2 separate regions of the Capra hircus genome follow, and region 2 is linked to region 1. The links are chromatin contacts, called in public Hi-C maps. All regions are on one chromosome and are shown on one strand. The core of a region is the stretch at or near the end of the contact, and the rest is flanking DNA. Distances in the headings are between cores, read along the strand shown. Region 1 holds the start of PRKCE (protein kinase C epsilon type). Region 2 overlaps PRKCE (protein kinase C epsilon type).

The links. Hi-C and Micro-C count contacts between places; a contact is called where the count stands out from the background.
Region 2: a Hi-C map of liver shows a contact between it and region 1, with 3 times the contacts expected there. The contact joins the enhancer-like site here to the promoter of PRKCE in region 1. A contact is called at or near these places in 4 of 5 Hi-C or Micro-C datasets (blood and liver).

Annotation. Positions count from the first base shown.
Region 1 is chr11:27,675,597-27,682,940 of ARS1.2, forward strand. It overlaps PRKCE (protein kinase C epsilon type), which reads left to right and starts at 4,024. Exons shown (of 16, transcript XM_018055186.1): 1 at 4,024-4,633; 2 at 4,838-5,380. The coding sequence starts at 5,033.
Region 2 is chr11:27,799,448-27,806,791 of ARS1.2, forward strand. All of the region lies in intron 2 of PRKCE (protein kinase C epsilon type), which reads left to right. Among named protein-coding and RNA genes, the nearest start is that of PRKCE, 120 kb to the left of the region's middle. Within about 2 kb of position 4,629, at least 1 of the 5 cell types and tissues checked has an H3K27ac peak or open chromatin away from gene starts, as enhancers often do.

The DNA of each region.
Region 1 (7,344 bases), core at 2,774-5,273:
CTCCCTGACATCCTGTGTTTGGGGTGAGACTTCTGCAGGAAAATTACAGAAGTACCCATCCCTGAAAAATTGCTTTTTAAAAAGTATTAACTCCAATTATGCTGCTTCTCCACCTTAGAAGGATCAGTGTCTCTCAAGGAGGAAGTTCCAACCTCCTTTATAGGCTCTACAAGGCCTTAGTTATCCAGTCCAACCTAGCTCACCTCCTCTCACCTCAAAGGCCAGGTATACCCAGCTCCTTACTCATCCCAAACAGCCATGCTCTTACCTACCTGAGCTTTCTACACTCTGTTCCTGTTGCCTCCAATGCCCTTTTCTCTCCTCTTTGCTTTTGAAGAAACTCCTGTTGAAAAAAGCCTAGGCTTTGTGGGTGATGCCTTCCCAGGCAACCTCAGGCGAAGCGTTGACTCTTCTTTCATGCACTCCCAGAGGCTGGTACAGCCCTCTTTTTGCAACTTATCATACTGCCCTAGGGACCCTTGCTCCACCAGTCTTTTTTTATGAGCCTTAATTTAATTTTATCAATTTATTTTTAAAGTTTTACTTTACATTTTTGGCTGTGCTGGGTCTTCGTTGCTGTGTGCAGGCTTTCTCTAGATGTGGTGGGTGGGGGTTACTCTTCATTGCAGTGTGCAGGCTTCTCATTACGGTGGCTTCTCTTGTTGCAGAGCACAGACACTAGGTGCCCAGCTTCAGTATTTGCAGCAAGCAGGCTCAGTGGTTGTGGTGCGTGGGCTTAGCTGCTCTGAGGCATGAGAGATCTTCTCGGACCAGGGATTAAACCCCTGTTTCCTGCAGTGGCAGGTGGATTCTTAACCATTGTACCACCAGGAAAGTCCCTAAGATCCTTAATTTTAGAAGGAGAGAGTCATCGTCCTTGTCAAACTCTTCTATCATTTTTCTTCTCTTCCTCTTCCCTCTCCCAAAGATAACAAAACAACCAGGCCATAGTTGGATTCTAAAGGGTGTTTTGTAGTAGGCTCAGTTGCTAAGTCGTATCCGACTCTTGGCATCTCCATGGACTGTAGCCTGTGAAGGATGTTTTTTACACATGGCTACAGCCAGGGCTGTCCTGTCTTTCAGGACTATACAGGGGCCAAGAGAAGGATGAAGTAGGCAGTAATTATTGATTGGAATTTTACATTCTAAAACCTCTGCCCTGCAAGGGCTTGTTTTTCTTTTCATATGAAATCTGGAGCAGTGGGTTATTTTAGATCCAACCGCCCACCCGCAGGTAAATTTAAAGGTTTTCCCCTAAACAGACTCACATCTGGCATCTCCATGGTGCCCCTAGAGGATATATATTTTCATTTAGCCAAGTTTGAGAGGAGAATGGTGAGAGATTGATTTAGAAATAAGCATGTAATAATTGTCAGGAAATTAGCAATGGTTTTCTATAGACAACCAATATTCTCCCTTTTTATTTAAATATTCTTCCAACAGAAAACAGAAAGTTTGTTTGGCCAAGTCTTTGAGTTACCCTACCTTCCTCCACCCCCAGGCAGAAAGACTTGCAATTGAAAGGAAAGGTCGCCCTGGGGTTGGTCACATCTGAGGATTGCAGTACGATTTATTCGATTTATTCACATGGTGCTACAGTCAGTCTGTTAAGAGGCAGATGCAGTCTTTCTGTATCCCTATCCCGGTCCAGGGAAATGGTATTAGAAGCTTGTAGGTTATTGGTTTTAAGAATGCCTAGTCCCTGAGACAGCAACAGGCCTATTTAATAACACTGGGGTTCTTGCCTGGGGAGGAGGAGGGGAACATAAGAAGATGCTAAAAGTTCAAATTTAGTGTGTCTTTAATTCTAAATATATTTCCTGTTACAAGCATTGAAGAGGAAGGATTTTGACCACTGTCTTCAATCCTTGTACTTGCCTGTTTGCTGGTAAGATAGGACTCAATCAGAAAAGAGCAGAGAAGAGGTATGAAACACTCAAGAATTCCTCCTTCATGAAATCTATGCCGTTCTGTCTCACAAAGCTGGGGCTGGGGCAAGGCAAAGGAAGCCCTCTTCTCAGGCACAAAATTTCAGGGGTGCCCAGAAACTCAGCAATACAAATACTATTTTAATGTAATATCTAAAACTATTTTAAAATGTGGATATTGGGTTCATCTTGGAACTCTACATTCATTTTTATTTTTTCAAAATATCATATTAAAATATTTATCTTGATGGCCAGTTTGTTGGTAGCCCTTCAATTTTGCCTCTTTTGTCAGGCATCTTATGAATCTCTAACTCTTGCTCAACTTCCAAATGCATTTGTAGATCAAGCCCATCACATGGCCCCTGAAGGGGGGAAACATGCTTAATAAGAATAGAATGGTGGTAGTAAGAAGGGAGGAGGAAAAAGTTCTGATGATCAAAGAAGTTAACAGCGATGAGATATCCCACCTGTGCTTTGTCAAACTGACAATTTTTAAAATATGCCTCCAGCTGGTGGGAGTGGCCCTGGAAGGCAAAACTTTTACATCCTGACTTTTTCCAAGGGAACTCGTCTGTCTCTGATTGTATGCTAGCTCTCTCTACCCTGCTGCTCCATCTAACTTGGAGGGCCGCGAGGAATTACTGGTAAGCTCGAGAAAGAGCAGTAGCTGCAGGCCTTCGGAGAGGATCTGCCCGGGACTTTTCTGATCATTTTTGCAACCTGTCTGCGGCACTTGGTACCCTGTCGTTCCAGGGGTCTGTCTCCTTCTGCGCCTTTAAGCCTTTGTAAGCCTCTAAGCCACAGACAATGATAACTTTCCTTTTTTTTTTTTTTCCCCACTGAGAAAAAGTGATCGAGAGGTGGGTTTTAAACTTGGGCTAACCAGAGTCGAAAGATAAACACAGCTTACCACGATTCCTACAACCTCCCTGACTTGACTTGGCACGCGGGCGAGGGCCGAGGTTTTCTTTTTCCGTTTGCACCCCCCCGCCTCCCGCCCCCCGGCTCGCAGGTTGCGGAGACGACCTCTTTCCAGGGCTGTCCTCCTGCAGTTCCAGGCAGGGCCGCGCCCCGGACCTCCGCGCTCTCCGCCCCGCCCTCCCAGGTTCGCGTCCCCAGGCGCCAGGCCGTCCCTCGCCCGGCCGCCTTCTCCGTCCCCGGCTCCCCGCGGAGGAAATTCTTCCCCAGCAGCCCAGGGCCCGCCTCACGTGATCAGCGGCTGCCGCGGCTTCCAGCAAGAGTTTAAAGGTTACGGAGGAAATTAACACGGACACAGCCCACAACCCCCAGTCCCCGCCGGAGGACGCGCCCCGTTTTCGCGCAGCTGGGACGGCCGCTGTCAGCGCGCTGATCAGAACCCTGTCCCCCGCAAAGGGCACAGGCTAGGTCTAGAGTAAATATGAAGTCACTTTGTAAAATATAAACAAACACACGAACCGAGCCGGGGTGTTACTAAGCTTTCGCTTGCCAACAAGTTCTAGCAGCCCGAGAAATTTGGGACAGACCCCCAAAAGGGAGAGTGCCCCCAAAGAAAGGGAAGAAAGAGTAGTGTTTTAAAACTCACACAGAGCCTTGGACGCCCCTCCCTTCCCCCCTTCCCCCACCACCGCGGAGCGGAGCGTCTCCGGACAGAATGACAGACAGACCGACCAATACTCCGCAGGCTGCCCTGGCCAGCCATGGTCAGAGTAGGGGTGGGGCCGAGGGAGGGTCTCGAGTCCTCTGCAGCAGCGCGACCCCTGCCACCTCTCCACCCCCGGCTGTAAAAGTGCTGGCCGCAGAGCCTGGAAAGATGCGTGGCCCTCTAGTCTCCTGCGGGAGACCACAGACCAGGTATCCACAGCCAGCGGGCTCGCATCCCCCTGCCCCCAAGGCCGCCACTCCCTCGGGTCCCGCGCGGGGTCCCAGTCCCGCTCCCCCGCCGGCCGCCGCGACCCCGAAAGCCTCGCCAGTTCTCGACAGTCCTCTGCTGGGCTCACTTTTCCCGTATTGCTCCCCCAACCGGCAAAACTTTCTATTTCCCCAAACACCAGGGCGCGCGCGCGCGCGCGCGTGCACACACACACACTCACACACACACACACACACACATACACACTGACGTCTTTTGCGCATTTCCTGCATTAGAGGGAGGGAGACTCGCTCGCACACCGACGGAGGGAGAAGAGACCGAGGGGGAGAGCGGGCGGGCAGCGAACGAGCGGCAGCTGAAAGCCGGGACGCGGGGAGCGCGGCGGGCGGGCGCCGGCGCCCGGGAGGTGGGGCCGCGCCGAGTCGCAGTCCCGGCCCCGCCGCGCTGCGCACCGCCCGGTGCCGGCCTGCGCCCCAGCCGGAGCCGCGGCCACCCCGACTCTCGAGCCCGCGCGGATGTGAGATTCCCGAATCCTGGCGCCTCCCGATCGCCGACTGCGGCGCGGCGCGGCTTCGCCCAGGAGGAGGCGGCCGGGCTGGCCGTGTGGCTTGTGGATTTTTTTTTTTTTTTTTAAATTTGGCTCCGAGGAGGACCATTTCCTCTGGACATGCATCCCTCCGGGTAGACTGCACATCCCTGGGTCCATCCCCCGCCCCGCGCGGTCAGAGGCAGGCGCTGGGTGTGCGAAGAGGATCCGGGTGGAAATCTGCGCCCCCGTTCTGGTCCCCGCCCCGTCTCACCGCCCCCTCCCCCTCCTGGAGTCGAAATTTCCCGGGGATTATGTTTCGGAAAGGTAGGTAAGCGCCCGGCGCGGCGCCCACTTCCCCGCAGCCCCGACCCCGAGAGCCAGCGAGGCGACGAGACAGCCCCCGCGGCTTTTGCAGCGGAGCCGACAGCTCGTCTCCTCTTCTGGAGGTGCTGCTGGTGGTGGTGGGGGGGAGAGACTTCTCCAAACACGGACGTCCCCCAGCTCTCCCCCCTCCCTGTTTTCCGTTAGGAACCCGGCGAGGAAATACATGCACTGGCTGAGAATCGCCCGCGCCAGGGCGCAACGCTACAAGGTGTAGGGAGAGTGTGGGGTGGGGCGAGAGGGGACCCAAGAGTCCCGTGCTCGGAGCGCCGCGGCGTCGGTTCTTCGTTCCTGCCCTCTGGGCGGACGGAGTGACCCCGGCCCCCACTCCCCGCCCCGACCATGGTAGTGTTCAATGGCCTTCTTAAGATCAAAATCTGCGAGGCCGTGAGCTTGAAGCCCACAGCCTGGTCGCTGCGCCATGCAGTGGGACCCCGGCCGCAGACTTTCCTTCTCGACCCCTACATCGCCCTCAACGTGGACGACTCGCGCATCGGCCAAACGGCCACCAAGCAGAAGACCAACAGCCCGGCCTGGCACGACGAGTTCGTCACTGATGTGTGCAACGGGCGCAAGATCGAGTTGGCTGTCTTCCACGATGCCCCCATCGGCTACGATGACTTCGTGGCCAACTGCACCATCCAGTTTGAGGAGCTGCTGCAGAACGGGAGCCGTCACTTCGAGGACTGGGTGAGTTGGGCGCCTCCTGTCCAGCAACTAGGCTTTCGGGTTCCAGGGGCAGAACTCACGACCTTGGCTTTGGTCTTGGGGCTCCGGGGTTTAGTGCCATTTGGCGGCTGTGTGTGTGTCTCAATTACCTTGGGGAAGCACATTCCACTTAGTAGTTGGGGAGAAGTAGCCACTGGGGCATGGAAGATGAGTCTTGGGAAGAGGGTAAGGTCCTCTGCCCTGTCCAGACAGCGGGCGCTACAGGGACCTCGAAAGCTGGGAACCCCAAACTGCCGGTGCTGAAGGTTGGCGGAGAATCCGGCTCCTTCCGCCAGGCGCGTGGTGGGCTGGTTGTGTGTGGGTGGGTTCCTCGGTCCTTGGAGAGGCACGTGGAACCCTACACTGAAGGCTTCTTGCACGTCCTGGCTTTGTCCTGAGTAGCCGAGTGAGGAGCTGTTTCATTTTTCCCTCCGGGATGAAGCTGGCTCATTTCTATTCTGTTGTCTGGCAGTTAGCTCATCTTCTGACACGCGGGGAGAAAAATTTCTTCTCCTCTAGTCCCCTCCAGGGTCCCAGAAACATGGGCCGAGCTAGTTTTGCCCAATGCATTGTCCATCCATCCGGAACTAGCGCTGTATTCTACAAACGGTTCTGCTTGTGATTAATTGGCAGTCAGTGCTTTGAATCCGACTTAAAGTTACATGTTTCCCTGTTTTGATTTTCAAGACACTGTGCAATGAGATACTATTTTTGAGACCAAGTTAATTGATTGTACTGTCAAAATATTAGGGACTTGGTAATAGGCCTTCTGCACACACTCTAAACCAAATGCATTCAACCTTGGCACTCAGAGACGCAGGGAGAAGCAACCTTGTTTTAGCTCTGTTTTAGAGGGAAGGTGTTAAATTAGGAAATGGTTTTCTTTATTTTTGTATTTGTTACATGTTTCCAGGGAGAGCAGATGTGACTCTGGGTGTATATGGTTTTAGGGTTCTTTGGTCTACACAGAGAATACCTGATCCTCGTGGAGAGATGTTTAATTATTGAAAACAAATAACTTCATGGTGTCCTATGGTCGAAGGTTGCACATGAATCACCTTGGCATATCACCTTACATATAAATGCGTACATACATACATACATATATATGTACCTACCCACACATATGTATATATACACACACTTTTTTTAAGGAGATGGAATTTTAGGGGAAAATAGGAAAAAGCTTTTCGTCTTCCCTTCATGCTCCTGGCTGTGATGTAGTCTGCCCGAAACCATGGTTACAGGGCTTACAAGGAAGCTCCAACAAACCACACCAAGTACAACCGTGGGAGATTTGTGGCTTACACTTTGGGAAGCAGGCAAACCTTTATGGAATCCCAAAGAACACAGTGTCATTCCTTTCCATTCCAGTTCACCAATGGCCCTGGCCACTGCTCCCCTCCCACCACCGGAGTTCCCACTCATTTCCCATTTCCTGTCCACCGGCCTTCAGTCCTTTCACTCATGAAAGTGGTGCATCTCAGAAGGGGAGCTGAAGGGATAACTAATTTCAAAGCCAGATCTTAACAGCAAAACCTGTGGTTTTCAAGTTGTTGTTTTAGGACAGGAAGGGGAAGAAAAAAATATGATTATGGTAGTGAGGAAATGAGGCTTTTTGCTGTGTATTCGATGGAGTTGGACAGTGAGGCGGAGAGCAGGTAGGGTGAACAGCTATGAACAGCTATCTGCTTTTCTCCACAAAACAGATGCTAGTTGAAGGGAAAGGTGTCTGAGTGTCTCTGATGATGCTTTGCCGGGGCCCACCCAAATCCTGGGTACACTGGCACATGATCCTCACTTTGGAGCATGTCCAGTGAGGTGTGAACTGGACACTAGTCTTGTTTGTCTGTCACTCTCTAAGATATTCAGATTCACATTGGACTTGGCCCTAGACCAGATCATCCAGTGATAGGCAGTTTTCACAGCCAAGGATGCTGAGTCCC
Region 2 (7,344 bases), core at 3,379-5,878, 120 kb after region 1:
ACATCCGATTAACCTCAAATGACATGGTCTATGTGTGAATCCCTTGGGGGATGAGTTTTGGAAGGAGCCATATCGCATTCCATTAGCTGGATCCCTTCTTGCAGGTGCTATCCAACAAACTTGGTTGAGAAATGAAAGATGTTTCAGCATTTCCTTCCCTCTTTTCCTTCCACAAAAGCTTAAGCAACTGATAGCTGGCTGGAAGGATGGGAGAATATGGCAGAGTTTGAAGGGGACAGTTCAGAGTTGGGAGATAATAGTAGATAATTCTTTTCCTTCTTACATGGACCCCCACCTGAATAATGCTCCAAACAGATAAACAAGAGAATGGATATTGAACAAGAGAATGAATACTGTTATCTCTGGATAACAATCTGAATAACTTCCCTTTGTTATCCAAATCCTCTGTGTGTTTCCCATGCCAGTTAAAGGAAAGCTTTCTCTTACCTCTAGTTATCTGTCTCTTCTCTGAATATCAGCAGCAATTATGGTCATTACCACAAAGCCTGGCACAAATTTTACACCCACGGACACTGTTTCTTATATCCAAATGGTGTGTGTGTGCCTTGTAGTAGAGTCAGATGCGACTGAGCGACTTCACTTTCAATTTTCACTTTCACACATTGGAGAAGGAAATGGCAACCCACTCCAGTGTTCTTGCCTGGAGAGTCCCGGGGACAGGGAAGCCTGGTTGGCTGCCATTGTGGGGTCGCACAGAGTCAGACATGACTGAAGTGACTTAGCAGCAGCAGCAGGTTATTGGTGGCTTGGAACTCATTGCACATCTTTATACAACCGCATTGCCAGGTTAAGGCTTAGCCACCAATATTTATCGATCATCCTTTTATTCTCCTGTGGACACATTCATCTTGTCAAACCCTGGTTTCTGTGTCTAGCAGATTGTGGGCAATTTTGGCAGCAGAGCCGTGGGGCAAGATTTAAGCTATTTGTTCCTATTTATCAGTGAACTGGGCAATCCATCCACATTTACAATTCCCTAATCAGATTAGCTCATTTTTAATCATCTGGAGTCTGGCTGGGTTTGTGCTGTGTGGGAGCCAGCAAGCCCCAACTGTTGCACTGACTTCCTTTGTCGCTCCTGACGAAGGTCTTTTTATCCTCGCCCACCTTGTACCTTCAAAACTATGAGTCAAGCTGCGTTTCGAGGAGCTTTTTTCCTTCTTCCTCCTCACGGGTATTTTTTAGCTGCCATTTTCTGTTCCACCTCATTTGTTAGGTTTTATGGCTGCATATCATGATGCTTCCCCTTTAGCTCAGCTGGAAGGAGCGCGCACGTGCGCACATGTGTGTGTGTCCATCTGCATTTATGTGTATGTCTGTGTGGATTTGTGTGGGTACTCAGGCACATGTATGTATGTGTATATACACATATATCCGTACATACCTATTGGTACACACACATGTGCGGGTTTTAGTGTGTGCATGTAAGTGTCATGTGTGCATAGTCATGCATATTTGCTGGTGAATAGCCCCTGCCTGACTAACATGGAATGAGTAGGATCTAGGACCCCAACAAAATGAAGAAAAAAATAGCTTTTTTTTCCTTCCAAAGACTAGTTTATCTCTCACTGCCATTAAGTTTCTTTCAGTTCAGTTCAGTTCAGTCGCTCAGTCGTGTCTGACTCTTTGCGACCCCATGAATTGCAGCACACCAGGCCTCCCTGTCCATCACCATCTCCCGGAGTTCACTCAAACTCATGTCCATCGAGTCGGTGATGCCATCCAACCATTTCGTCCTTTGTCGTCCCCTTCTCCTCCTGCCCCCAATCCCTCCCAGCATCAGAGTCTTTTCCAATGAGTCAACTGTTCGCATGAGGTGGCCAAAGTACTGGAGCTTCAGCTTTAGCATCATTCCTTTCAAAGAACACCCAGGGCTGATCTCTTTTAGAATGGACTGGTTGGATCTCCTTGCAGTCCAAGGGACTCTCAAGAGTCTTCTCCAACACCACAGTTCAAAAGCATCAATTCTTTGGCACTCAGCTTTCTTCCCAGTCCAACTCTCACATCCATACATGACCACAGGAAAAACCATAGCCTTGACTAGATGGACCTTTGTTGGCAAAGTGATATCTCTGCTTTTTAATATGCTGTCTAGTTGGTCATAACTATCCTTCCAAGGCATAAGCGTCTTTTAATTTCATGGCTGTAGTCACCATCTGCAGTGATTTTGGAGCCCCCAAACATAAAGTCTGACACTGTTTCCAATTTTTCCCCATCTATTTCCCATGAAGTGATGGGACCGGATGCCATGATCTTCATTTTCTGAATGTTGAGCTTTAAGCCAACTTTTTTACTCTCCTCTTTCACTTTCATCAAGAGGCTTTTGAGTTCCTCCTCACTTTCTGCCATAAGGGTGGTGTCATCTGCATATCTGAGGTTATTGATATTTCTCCCGGCAATCTTGATTCCAGCTTGTGCTTCTTCCAGCCCAGCATTTCTCATGATGTACTCTGCATATAAGTTAAATAAGCAGGGTGACAGTATGCAGCTTTGATGTACTTTCCTATTTGGAACCAGTCTGTTGTTCCATGTCCAGTTCTAACTGTTGCTTCCTGACCTGCATATAGGTTTCTCAAGAGGCAGGTCAGGTGGTCTGGTATTCCCATCTCTTTCAGAATTTTCCACAGTTTATTGTGATCCACACAGTCAAACACTTTGGCATAGTCAATAAAGCAGAAATAGATTTTTGTATATATAGTTACATTATATATAGTATGTATGTATAGTTATATATAGTATATATAGCATAAGACTTAGAAATAGAAGTTTGTTTAACGGTGCAGAATTGTGGAGGGATTCTGTTTCCTGAGTTTGTAAGTTATTCTCTTTTCTCTGGGCTTAAGCCAGCCTGCCTTTAGCATGAAGTTTGTATTCTGTGCTCATGTATGGTGTGCTTTGGTGTGCTTTGCTTGTTGGGGCCATACCGAGGATCTAGGATCAGTCATATATAGATTACCATGTGGATGGTTAGCCTTTGGTAAGTGCATACTAGTCTCCAAATCCTCAAATTCCAGCACCCTGGATAAAACTGTAGGAGGAAAGGGGAAGGACAGATGGACAGAAGCATATACACAGTCCCAGTCTCCATGGTTCCTTGCTCTCATCAGAGTGCAGCAGGCTTGTGCCTACCTCCTACTCAGTCACATCCTCGCTCCTGGATGTCCGAATAAATACTCACATATGATCGCCACCAAAGATATGCAATTTTGCAAGAAGGAAGGCTAGGAAACACTGTCCTCTTCTGCTCACAGGACTCCCATCACTTCTCCTAGCTGGTTCTTATACAGGGGACATGAAGCGTTAGCTTCAGAGTGAGTTCCAATTCGTTCTCAGGGACGGCCCTCTTGGGCAGGCGATATTCTGATTTCCACCCACTTCTCTTCCCTGGGGTCAAGCGCAGAGCAGTCAGGCACAAGCTGGAATTACTATCCAGATGCATCCAGAAGGTGGAAATTCTGCTTCCTCTGTCTGGAAAACACAACCCTGGCTGTGGCTTTTTTATTTTAGGGACATGATGTCGCTCTTCTGTTTCCAAAGTAAGAGTATTGCCCCCAAATTCGTGAAGATTGTAGTGTTTGAGTTCTATTCAGTCACAGAGATGGTAACATTGAAGGTAGAGCCTGAGATGTCAGGTGTATGCTGTCCCTTCTGCAGTGCAGCAAAAGTGTGAATTTCTGTTTTCTCAGCAGCCTGAATTTCTTTTTAGCTTTATACCTTCACAGGAGGACCAGGCTGACACAGCCATGGTCCCACCCCCAAACCCACAAAAACACCCTGTGATTTAGGCAGGCGGCGGCTATGGTTATCTTTACTTCATAGGTGGATGATGAAATTGAGACAGTGAGAAGCCCAGGGACCATGATGCCAGCCCTATAACCGCATTCTCCCTCTTGACCTGTGAGTTGCTAGGACTGGCCCCATCCGCAGCCGATTATTTCTTCCTTCCTAAAAATCCGGGCTGCTTCTTGCCATGTGAAGACAATGAAATCCTTAACCACGGGTGAAAAAGACCAATGAAATAAAAACAAACAAGGGCTTTTTTTTTTACACTTTTCTTAGGAAGTCATTAAGGAATTATTGAGCTGATTAATGTGGGTGGAAAATATTTAAGTTTGGTCATTGTTTGGGCTGGCCAGTTTGGCTACATTAGGAATTGACGTCGAAACCACTATACTGCTCTCTCTAGGCAGTCCTCTTAGTTCTGGAGTACTATAGGACTGAATCAGGCCAGCCCTAAATTCAGGGATGAGGAGGGGCCACTGCAATGTTTAGGGGGGGCTTGGTGAATAGGGAGCATGGGAATGGGAGAGAATGGTCATTTCAGATTTTCCCAGGCTGACATCCTGTCTTGTCCTGTATTGGCCAAGATGGAGATGACCTAGGAGATCTGAAGTGAAAGGGAAAACAAAGGGAAGGACTCAGGAGGAAGGCCAAGCAAAAGGAACAAGTGGGATCTGTTTATATAGGGCTTGCATTAAGCAGATCCTTTTCCTGGCAGATGCTGCTGTCCACAGTGGGCTGGGGAAGAGCCTCGCAGACAGCAAATGAGAGGTTGTTCTCCCCGGTGCTGCCGCCTCCCTGCCCAGCAAGCAGGCAGAGATGGGGAACCTGCCGGCCCCAGGCTGACCTCTCCCTGCAGCTGCCAGCTCCTCTGAGATACAGGCACGATGCTGCTGTGTGTGCTCTGCCGCCCAGGTTTCTCCTCCTTGTGCGAGCTGCCCTTTGTGACATGGACTGAATCCTGGCCATTGTCTTCTTCCTCCTCCTTTGTCTTTTCTCAGAACTTTTGTTCCGGTTTTGCACTTGCCTGAGACACAGAGGAAGTGGGGTGGTCCTATTGGGGTGATTCTGGAAATGGGTGTGTGGGGGGAGCTGCCCACCACCAGGAACAGGCAGGCTGTGTCCCTTCCTCTCTGGATGCCCCCAGCCTACTTCTGCCCTTGCTGGAAACCTTCCTAAGAGTCTCAGATCTTACACAGGCTGCTGGGCGTGGAGAGGAAGAGAGTGGAGCTAGAACCACATGTATAAAACTCCAGCCGCCTGACTGGGATGCTCGGTCATTGCCTTGAGGGGCCAACCACTGCTCACTCATCTCTGAAAGCATGCTGTAAAAGACCAGAGAGGGCAGGAAGGGAGGGCAATCCCTCCCTGTCTCATTTCATTCTCCCAGCTGTTCTTGGAAATGTGTTTCCATTTGACAGAGGAGGAAACTGAGGCCCAGAGAGACTGAGTGACTTCTTCAACCAGGTAAAGCAGTAGAGTCAGAATTAGCTCCCAGACATGCTGGTGCCTAAGTTAGAGCTTTTGCTTAAAGCTGGAGTGCAAAAGAAAAGTCAGGGCAGTAAAAGTAACTGAAGGAGAAAGGGAAACAAAGAGACTTATGGGAAAGAGAAAAGGGAGCTGGTGGAACCGGGAGCCTGTTAGGACTCTTAACTTAGTGAGTGATGTTCCACTGGCAGTGAGTGATGTCTGCCTCCAAGGGTCACAGTAAGAAGGAAATGCAGTAGACTCATCTCCCAGTAAATGCAGATTTTGTTCACTTGCCCAATTGTTTCTTGACCATTTCCACTTATCAGTTTTTTAAAAAAGCTTATTGACTATCTTCTGGTCACCTGGCCTAGCCCTGGGCCGTCTGGGACACTTGCGATAGAGGAGAGACAGGCTCTTCCTTCAAGGAGCTTGCAGCCTGTGCTGGACCAACATGCCCCAAAGTGCTAAGTGATGGAGCCAAAAGTTGTTGATAAGGAAACGTGATTTGAGCATCTGCTGTGGTCAGCTCCATTCAGGCCCAAGCTGCGGGTTCTGAGGAACAGACTCTGAATGGGAAAGGCCACCAGGGAGGGTGTCTCAGGGGCAGGAGCTTGAGATGGAGAATGGGCTTTCTCCTGTCCTCACGGGGAAAGGCACTGGAGAAAAGTAAAGTGGGCAGTGCTGGGGCCACACCAAGATGGCCCTCTGCACCTGTGACAGCCTACTGGGTGCCCTATTTGTTGGGTGTTGAGAATCAAGCTTGTTTCAATTTGGGTGGTGATGGCAGGTGGCTGATATGATGTCTGGGCTGAATACCAAGGCTTTCTAGAAACACGGAGCTTTGTCATTCCTGGGAAGGCAAAAGCCCTGCCCAGTGGTCTCCCTTGGCTCTTCTGTCCCCTCCCCTTCAGGCTTCCTTGGGTACTGGCTGCCTGGCCCCTGGAAGGGGTTTCCTTTCCAGGCTATCAAAGTCCAAGAAACTACCTTAGCTCCTGTGACCCACAGCCCTCCAGTGCTGCCCACTGGTGGATGATCCAGGCAGAGAGGCTGTGTCACTGTCCCCAGGATGCTCCCAGGAAAAGGGTTGCAGGAGCATGGGGTGAGGTGGGAGTGGTGGGCAAGGGAGACCCAGATCTAGGTTTGCTCCTAGGCAGCTGTGTGGCTTGGCTGAAGACGACAACGATGAAAGTAGCAATAGCCACTACTCCTGTGCCCAGACTGTGTAGTACATCACAGACACGACTCAGTTGATCTTCCTAGTGGCTGTGGGAAGGGGGTGCTGTCATCACCCTCCTCCTCCAAATGAGGAAATGGAAGCTCATGGAGCTCATAGGCACTGGGAGGCAGAGTTGGGATTCATGCTCTGTCTCCACGACTCCAGAGGTGCTGCCCTAATGATTAGGGCACACCACCTCCTTATCTGTTAGCCCAGGCCTCTCTTTTTTCTCAAGGTAAGGATTTGAATGAGCTCATTGCTTGGGCTCCTCTGGGCACCGTCATTCTAGAATTTTTAGGGAAGGATGTCCTCAAGTAGGCAAAGGCAAATGGCCTTAGGAATGATGGTGCTTCTGAAATGATGAGAAGACCCAAGTTGCTGAGCCCCTTTTTGTTCCATAGCAGCCTAAGGCCAATTTCCAGTTCTTTCTCCCCTCATTGCCCTGAGCACTCCTGCCCTGCTGGGAGCACTCACTGACCCAGAGCCACCCATCTCTAGAGAAAGTGCACTGGGGCGGAAGTGCAGTGAGGCACTCCCCCCGCACCTTTCAGGCTGGTCCTTAGTACCATCCCCTCTGGGAGTGCTCCTCACCAGTCAGAGCTGTCTGCTGCTGTCAGCTGCAGCTGCTGCTGACTGCCACATCAGGTTAGAAATAGAAACTCCCTGCTGGGCCCCCAGCCCTCCCCTCCTGCTGCTGCTGCTCATCTGGGGGCCCCCTGTGCTGTCTCAGTTGGTGAGACCTCTCTCAGAGGAGCAGGGAACTGGAAAAAGTCAGGGTTGTGTCAGCCTTGGAGCTCCAGGGCCAGCCCTGCTGGTCCAGGCCTGTGACTGACTCACCACCTCCAGGCCTCCCCTCT